Regions from separate parts of the Gossypium hirsutum genome. Here region 2 is linked to region 1. Evidence: chromatin contacts called from public Hi-C data. All regions are on one chromosome and are shown on one strand. Each heading gives the region's core, a stretch centred on a gene start, on an enhancer-like site or on the middle of the called end of the contact. The rest is flanking DNA. Distances are from core to core; before and after follow the strand shown. Region 1 holds the start of LOC107909257. Region 2 has its middle 17 kb from the start of LOC107909253.

The links. Hi-C and Micro-C count contacts between places; a contact is called where the count stands out from the background.
Region 2: a Hi-C map of leaf shows a contact between it and region 1, with 1.6 times the contacts expected there. The contact joins the enhancer-like site here to the promoter of LOC107909257 in region 1. A contact is called at or near these places in 4 of 34 Hi-C or Micro-C datasets (anther, hypocotyl and leaf).

The regions. Positions count from the first base shown.
Region 1 is chrD02:66,081,122-66,085,577 of Gossypium_hirsutum_v2.1, forward strand. It overlaps LOC107909257, which reads left to right and starts at 2,456. Exons shown (of 1, transcript XM_016836724.2): 1 at 2,456-3,115. The coding sequence starts at 2,600. The coding sequence ends at 2,806. It overlaps LOC107909259 (pentatricopeptide repeat-containing protein At1g03540), which reads right to left and starts at 1,200. Exons shown (of 1, transcript XM_016836728.2): 1 at 1-1,200. The coding sequence starts at 1,079.
Region 2 is chrD02:66,138,085-66,142,629 of Gossypium_hirsutum_v2.1, forward strand. It overlaps the pseudogene LOC107909254. Among protein-coding and RNA genes, the nearest start is that of LOC107909253, 17 kb to the right of the region's middle. Within about 2 kb of position 2,322, at least 9 of the 9 cell types and tissues checked have an H3K27ac peak or open chromatin away from gene starts, as enhancers often do. A contact at or near this core is called in hypocotyl and leaf, where this site is marked.

The DNA.
Region 1 (4,456 bases), core at 1,206-3,705:
TCCATTTCCCTGAATATTCTAATAACAGATTCGTAGTCTTTATTCTGACAGTAAACACCAAGCAATGCAGACCAAGAAACCGAATTCCTTTTCGACATCCTATCGAAAATACGCTGAGACTCATCAATCAACCCACACTTTCCATACATGTCAAGAAGACTGCTCTCGACCACCACATTTCCACAAAGTCCACAGGTAATGACCTTAGCATGCACTTGCTTCCCTTGCCTCAACCTCCCTATATTCCCACAAGCTGTCAATACTGTTCCAAATGTAAATCCATCAGGGATCAACCCATGATTCCTTTGCATCAAATAAAAGAAATGCAATGCTTCCTTATACAAATCATTCCTCGTGAGAGAAGAAATAATAGAAGTCCAACAAATAGCATCCGGCTCAGGCAATTCATCGAACAACTGACACGCTTCTTTCAACTGCCAAATCCTCCCATAAAAATCAATCAACCCGCACAGAATTACACTATTCGAATCAAAACCACGTTTCGCAATCACCCCGTGCAAGCACCATCCCAGCCTCAACTTCCCAAGAACGGAACACACCTTGATTATAGCAGATAAGGTGAAGGCATTTGGCTCAACTCCCAAACCCAGCATTTCCGAAAACATTTCAAGGGAACACTCAGGTTTACCCGCTTTAATATACCCCGAAACCATTGAAGTCCACGATATGACATCTTTCACAAACAACCCATCAAAAACTCTCCGAGTTTCTCTAAAATCAGGACCCAACTTAAAATACAGAGCAAGTAAACTATTACCTACAAAACGATCCGTGTCGAGGCCAGATTTAATGACGTGTGCATGGAATTGAACCCCAAGAGGAAAAGCTTGAACATTTGTGCAAGTTTGCAAGAGGGAAGCGTACAGACATCGTTTATTGGAAGAGAAGGTTAGGGTAGGAACATGTAGGGTGTTAAGGAGGTGGATGGCAGGGACAAGTTGAGCTGACCTGCAGAAATGGAGGATTTGGAAATATTTGTCTGATGGGTGTTTGACGGAGTTGTTGGGGTTAAAAGAAGCCAAAGAGCAGCAATGGCGTTTAACGAAGAAGAGCTTCATCAAACTGATTTATGAATGAAATGTGGTTCCCTTATGCTGTTAGCTTCAAATGTACTCTGAATTGATTTTTCTGTTTCAATCAAGGCATCCTCTGCAATAAAGATATTAAAAATGTATCGATACTTTCTGAAATAACTTACAAATTTATTTGAAGGGTTAATGACAAATTTTGCACATATTTTATCAAAATAATCCTAACTGTATTTCGAGCTTTATTTTATCATCAATTTTTGTTATTTTGTAAGAGATTTGATGAACTGAGATATAATTTATTATTAAGGTAACCCAATAAAATAATTACACGTGGAGAATAATAAATGTAATTATTAAGATGCATGAAAATAACTCTTAATTTAAAGAAAATAAAGGTGATTATTTAAAAAAAAGGTTTCAAAATGAATGCATACATTTGTTTACTGGAGGGTTTCAAAAAGATAATTAATAAATTAAATTGAAAATACTGAATATGTGCATTTATTTTGAAATATTTATTTAGATAATTACGTTTATTTTCTTTATATTAAGAGTTATTTTTTAACTTCATGAATTATTTATTTTATTATTTTTCACATGTAATTATTTTATTAGGTTATCTAAGTAATAAATTACATCTCATTAAAAATATTTCACATATGAAATTTCACATCTTTTCGTCGGTACTTTCACCATATCTGTTAAAAAAATTCAGAAAAAATATTAATAGCAATAAAAAAAACTCAAAAATACAATTAGGACCATTTTGATAAAACATGTAAATATTAGTGATCAAATTTATTATTAAGCTTTATTTTAACAATTTTAACGTTTTCATTCTTAACAAGCATTATGAACAAACACATATTGTAATTAATCATTTATTTTTCAATAAAAATATTTAGTTAAAATTAATGTATAAGTAAACCAAAATTTAATTAAAATAAATAAAAATATATAAATTTTAATTTAAAAAACCATCATAAACAAATATCAAATTGTATCCATAGGCATGAATTGATACATAATTTAAATTCAAGAGTAAAATAAAAAGAATGTAATTAATAAATTTAAAGTGTATGTAATAGAAATATACTAACATATATTTTATTTTATTTTATTAAAAAATTAGATGGACGAATGAGGTAAAGGAAAATGATATGGCCTCAACCTAATCGCTCCACTTCCTTCCTTTATTGCGACCCACCTCTCCCCATATTTTCCTTCTCTATACGTGTACGGTCAACATTCAGATGCCGCACACGTGTCTTAAATCTAAAGGGGTACTTAAACATCGAGCAACTATTTCCCTCGATGTAATGATCAGAATCAGACACCCAAAGTTGCTCGGCTTTTAACCCCCCCCCCCCCAACCCCGCCTATATATATATCTGTCCCCTCAGACTCGCCTAGACAAATAATTGTCCTCTCTCTCCTTCTTTTTTTAACAGCTAAGTGCTGTATATAACTGTTTAAGGGTACTGAGTGGTTCAACTCGGAGGTTCACAGCCTTGGGCTAGTCAAGTTGAAAAAGAAGAAGAAAAATCATGGTATGTTTCTGTTTTCTGGTTGATCAGACAAAGAAAGTGAGCAAAAGTAAGCCGGCGGCAGGGTTTTGCTCGAGGTGTGGCGGAGGGGCAAGTGTAGCTGATATGAAAACGTGTACAAGGTTTTGCTACGTGCCGTTTTACTGGAAATCGTGGAAGGCAATTATATGCACTTTTTGTGGAGCCATTCTTCGATCTTACCGTTGAATTCATGGAATACTTGTGTTTTCTGCAACTTTTGTTTTTACTATTTTTGCAAGGTCTAAGTTGGAGATGAACTTCAATCTTTCATAATTAGATCAAAGGAGAGCGGTGTCCTCCTCCTTTATCATCCGCAGTTAACAAAGCTTTTATCTATATAAACATAGCACTAGCAGTATATTAAAACAGATTGATCTGAGATCTGATGGATGAGCTTATGAGTCATCGTTTCCAATGATTGGCTGAAAAGGACTTCATTGTTAAAGATTTGTACTTTGAACTGTAAATGTAAGTAAAAGGTTTTCTTTTGCCCTATTAGCTACTGTTCTAAAATCGCGTTTCATAAATGTTTCGTTTACGTCAAAAAGGTGGGCAGTTAGTGGGTATAAGCTGTGTGCATTTTATGTAGAAACGTATGAAACATAAACTAGTAATCTATTTTCTACAAATTTGCAAAGATAATTAATGATTTAATTTGTTGGGAAAAAAAAAACATATAAAACGTTAATTAAGTGAGAGGTGAAGAATTTGTGAGATCGCTGCGGACCATGTACGTATGATATGGACTGTTGTGGTTAGGTATTGTCCCTAAACCTGTATGACTATGTTCTTGCCTTTTGTACATAGGAAGATATTTGGCTATAAACAAATATGCAATACAACTAGCTAGGGTCGCTAAAACCTAAGGTTTCGATCACAGGAAAAGGCAAGTTGATTAAGTGGATGGACAACCGACCATGATGCCCTTCCATGTTGGGAACTGAACTGATGAAAGGCATAATGGTTAAGTCTCATTGGCTAAGCATTTGGTAGAATATAATTTCACAGGTCAAAAAACCATTAAATAGAAAGGCAAAGGTGCATGAATGTATAGCTGTTGGTTAGGAAGTTAAGTCACACAGCACAGAAGCTAGCTCACACTTTTCTATCTATGTAAACAAAAATTGTACTTGGGGTTAAAGAGTTGAAGACATTAATATCACAGGGGTGTTGCACAGAATTAAATAAGGTGCATATGGAAAGAAACACAAGGGTATAAAGGGCGTTTTCGATCGCTTTCCTTTTTCTTGCTGGGAAAGACCTTTTTGCTGTTTGGCTTTGTTAATATACACGACAAACTGGCAGTCCATACTAAATTTTGTTAATAATTTACAGCTTTCAACATTTTATGGTCCCCCTACTTAATAAGGTTACTTCTCCTCTGATTTTACCATCCCTCACAAATGCTATTTAAAGGTTGTTCAGATGCGATTTTTAATAAAATAAGTAATATTTGATGCATAATGATTAGTTAATAATAAGATAGTATTGTTAAAAAAAACTGAAAATAAATATTATTAATTCTATTTAACCTAATTAAATATTAAATATTATTATTTTATTTTTCTTTTGGATTTAAGATTTTGATTTTCAAATGTTTTTGAATTTATTTTTTTAATAATTATAATTTATATTTATTTTTAAAATAACATTATTTATATTTATTTTTAAATCCTTATTTTACGGTAATGATAATGTCCTATTTTAGTATAAACACTAAATGATTTGTTTGGATTCTTGGATGAAGATAGTATAATGAATAAAGAAGGAAGCAATGATTCTAATAGAACATCCGAAGATTGCACTCTCAAGATGTTGGTGATGAGTTTCCTAATT
Region 2 (4,545 bases), core at 1,072-3,571, 57 kb after region 1:
AGCATTGATTTTGGCATTCTTTACAAGCAAGGAGAGCAAACAAATTTGGTTGGTTTTTCAGACAGCGATTTTGCAAGTGATCCAGATGATAGGAAAAATACAATTGGTTTTGTGTTCTTATTGGTTCTGGAGCTGTTTTGTGGTCATCCAAAAAGCAGCAGCTTGTCACTCTCTCAACTACAGAAGCTGAGTTTGTAGCAGCAACCTCTTGTGCTTGCCAAGCAATTTGGTTGAGAAACATTCTTGGTGAGCTTCATTCTCCACAAACATGTCCCACTCCTCTCTATTGTGACAACCACTTAGCTATTAAGCTCTCAAAAAATCCTGTTTTACATGGGAGTAAACACATTGATGTCAAGTTTCACTTCTTAAGAGATCTCACAAAGGAAGAAGTTATTGATGTCATTTACTGCAAGAGTGAAGATCAAGTTGCTGATATCTTCACCAAGTCCATCAAAGTTGCTGCATTCACAAAGCTTAGAAGTGCCCTTGGCGTTTGCACTTTGGAGAACATAGTTTGATTAAACTAAAATTAGTGTTTTCAGTTTAAGGGGGGTGTTAGATATTTTATTTAATCACGTGGCTGTTAAAATTTACTTATTATTTTTTCAGTTATGATTTTCCTAGTCTTTAGGTAGTGGTTTAAATTGTCAATAAACTAGGAAGTTGTTTTTAGTGGTGTTAATCACGTCCCTTTTATTTAGTTTTTCTGTTTATATAATTGCCTATATAAAGCATTGCTTTGCTGAAATAAAGAACGAAGTTTCTAGCTCATTATTTCTATCAATGTTATGTTATTTTATCTAATCATTTTTATATTTATTATGGATATTTGTGGACTTCAAAGAAAAAAAATCAACTCTTTATTTTGTTTTAATATTAGGATAAACTACCTAGTTGGTCACCTAACTTTTTAGGGCTCTTTCATTTTAGTCACCTAAGCGTTAAATCTCTAATAACAGTTAATTGTGCATGCCATGTCAAGTTTACAATTTCATTTTGATCAACCAACTTGTAGGTCGTTTTTATTTTGGTCAAAATGTTTGAGATTTGCTTGATCCAATCTTTCAAGTTGTATACAGGATGGTTATTATTATTAAAGGTCATAATGTATTTATGTCAATTGTGTTATCTTGAGATTAATTTTGGTTGATGTTATCAAGCTTTAATAATATCAGCCAAATATAATATAAAATGAAAACCATTCAGAATAATTCATTTCTTTATTAGTTTATATTAATATAAGCAAGAGAGTATTTCGAAACAGAAAGTTCAATTTCTCAAATTCACTTTCGTTATTCAATAACTCAATAACATCTTAACTAATTTTATTTTCCTCCAACAACCTCTCTCGATAGGGTATATCAGTTTACATTCATAATTTTTAGTTCTAGGTAACAATTTGTTGAATGAATGAAATATAGATAATGGGTTGCCAAAGGACATGGCTCCAATTTAAACATCAATAATAAATCATTGATGATAACTATGGTTTTGGATACATCCTTTGGTTAATGAAACAATTGAGTTATTGGTAAGCAATTATTGAATTATCATAAATTTGAAAGCTATTATTTATTCAAGTAGGGGGTATTTAATTATTTTTGTAGTATAGGCATTATGTGGGGTGGACTCTTGCCTATTATAATGAAAACTAAATAAAAACTTGCTTTTCTTGTTGGAAATAACAAAATGGAGAATCTGTAGGCTGCCCTGGGCCTAATCTATTTGTGTAAAAAGAGTAGTGTGATGAGAACTCAGGTGAAAGTAGAGTTGAATAAAAAGTGCAGTAGGTTAAAGAGTTGTGCAACTAATAATCAAAGTCACGTACATCCTCACAAGATTTATTGGAAGGGTCACATATAAATACTGCACCATCAATATTTTATCATTCAGCTCTGTTAGCAGAAATTAAGTTTAGATATTTATCAAGTATCATTTCAAGTGAAGAATCAGTGAAATAGCCTGTCTCCACATCTAACCCTTCTTGGGCAGCAAACATCTCAACCCGGGACTGCACCCTGTCTCCTCCAACCCGGTTTGGTTCCAGAAGCATGCAAGCTATCTCAATTGAGTTTTCACCATGGACCAGACCTAGTGATTGGACCGTCGGGAGACCACCACCTCTAGCGTTCACCATCCTCGCGATTCGATAAGCTACGGAGACGTCTGTTGACATGATGGGTACATTCTATAGTCCAACCCATGGGCGTGCCCCAATCATGGTGATCCCTCTAGCTCGAGATACACGGGTTGGCCCTTCGTCGGGCTTTATAGAGAGGATTTCAGGCATTGTCCAGCCCGCCAATTGATTGCCCATGAAATTGGGCCTGTAATAGCCAAGCTCCCACCTGATGCTGTCCAAGGCCTTGCCTGTTGGGTGTGCTGCACCGTACAAAAACACTGGCACTGCAACAATAGAGAAAAGGTAACCAAAAGAACCCACAATGTGCAGAAATACATTTATAAACAGCGTTCTAAATAATTATAGAATACTAATTAGACCCACCTTGGAATAGGCTGCCAATGTCTGTTGCGACAGCCTTGGCAAGCCAAGCTGCTTCATCCAAGGATACCCGAGCCAAGGGATGCAAAATAATGTCATCAACCACACCGAGCCGAAGGTGTGTACCAGAATGCTGCTCCAGGTTTATGGTCCCATAAGCAGCCTCGACCATGGCTAGGACAGTTTGTTGCAACGAGAAAAATATCTTGCAGCATAGCAGCACCGACTGATTTGCAGCCTTTTTCTTCTGGTTAAAAAACAAGATGAAAATTTGAGAGATTGTGTATGTTGTAAAAGGGTAAAGTTAAACCTTAAGATTGTGAAAAAAAGCAGTGTATATGTTTATAAATGATAAGACTCATGGTCATGGAAGTATAGTTTTGGTCTGTTTTAGGAAAAGAAATGCAGCCTTGGGAAATTGTTTTAAGTAGCAAGCAAATTTAACACCGATACACAACCATATTTGTAAATCACCCTGTTCTTTAATAAACAACAAAAAATACATGGCTTCTAATTAAACTACCCCAGAATTCCTCAAAGAAAGAAGGAAAAAAGGAGTAACTTTGTTGGTCTTAAAGAGGTTATTTAGTACTGATGCGTGGTTAAAAACAACATGGCCTTACCTTGCTACTTGAGCTAATTTCAGTTGCTTCCTTCTTCTCATGATTTCTCATCTTCTTTCTGACTTCAACCTGAAAGTTCCCCAATACTGACTGCTGGGGGCAAGCCTCTTCTATAGCCTTTTTATGTTACGAAAGTTGAGGCCCTAGGAGACAGCAAATCCCCCATATGCTTCATAATGGACATGTAAAAACAACTGCGACACCGATGTTTATGAGTTAGCGTTTGGACATTTAAAGGAAAGGGCCCCGCAAGTCCATCACCATATCCTCAACCTTAGAAGGACAAGACCAGTTTAGCCTGGAATCATGTCCTACACATGGTGGATAGAGATACTTTTTGCCGTCTCTGGTGTTGGGAAACAAACCTCAAACCAGAAATGTTCGTGGTTACTGAAAAGAATCGGCGCCCCATCCTTTTAGGCCCTTCCCAGAGAAAAAAAGAAACGCTCACAGATTCACAAAGATGTGGATAGAATTAGGTGAGCTTTTAAAGTAAACCCACGTGACTCGCCAATTAGTGTACTAGCATTGCAAATTCCACCTCACAAATCGAAGATATTTTGCGTATTGATCTTGTGAGTTGAATACGAAAAAATATTACGCGTTTTCTTGGAAGGTAATCTGATTATTTGAGTTAGGTGGTATAGACATTTTAATTATAATTATGAACCAAAGAAAGAAAGAACTGAGAGTAGGCACGTGTTCAAGTTGTTCATATTATTGGTAGCCCTATTCTCCCACCTAAAAATAAAATATTCCAACCATATTTGTCCTTTTTTTAAAAAAATTTCATTACATTTTTTATTATTATTTCCACCATACTCGAGAAAATTAATATTAAATGGATAAGAAATCAGTACTGTGGCTACGGGACAACGCAACTAATTAATTAACAACATTTTAATAAAATGATCTAAATTCTAACATTTGTTTTAAATAAACACAACCCATTGATTTTTCAACCAAAATGGATTATTATCAAACAGGAATAGCAAGAGGACAAGAACAGTTAGAATTATTTTATTACAGACATTAAAAAATTAAAATTTAAAGAGATGCTAATTGGCTTTTTTACTCCAATCATACAAAAAAAATTAAATTCATAACTAGAATGGTATTCCAATCAAATTAATTACCAAAATGGTATGTTTTGAATAGTAACTATGGATGGTGCCTGACAAGGCAGCAGCACCACCAATTTTTTCCCACCATCATCAGACCATTATTAGGCCATAATAGGATTTCAAAAGAAGATATTTTTTATTGGTGGTGCCACCTTATACGGCCACATCGATATGAAGTAGAATCGAATTTAGTAAATGGATATAGCGGCGATGTGGCAGATACAATAAATGGATCTCTATGAAACACTGGAACGCCTAATCGCGACATTTTTGATCTATCGGATATTATGCA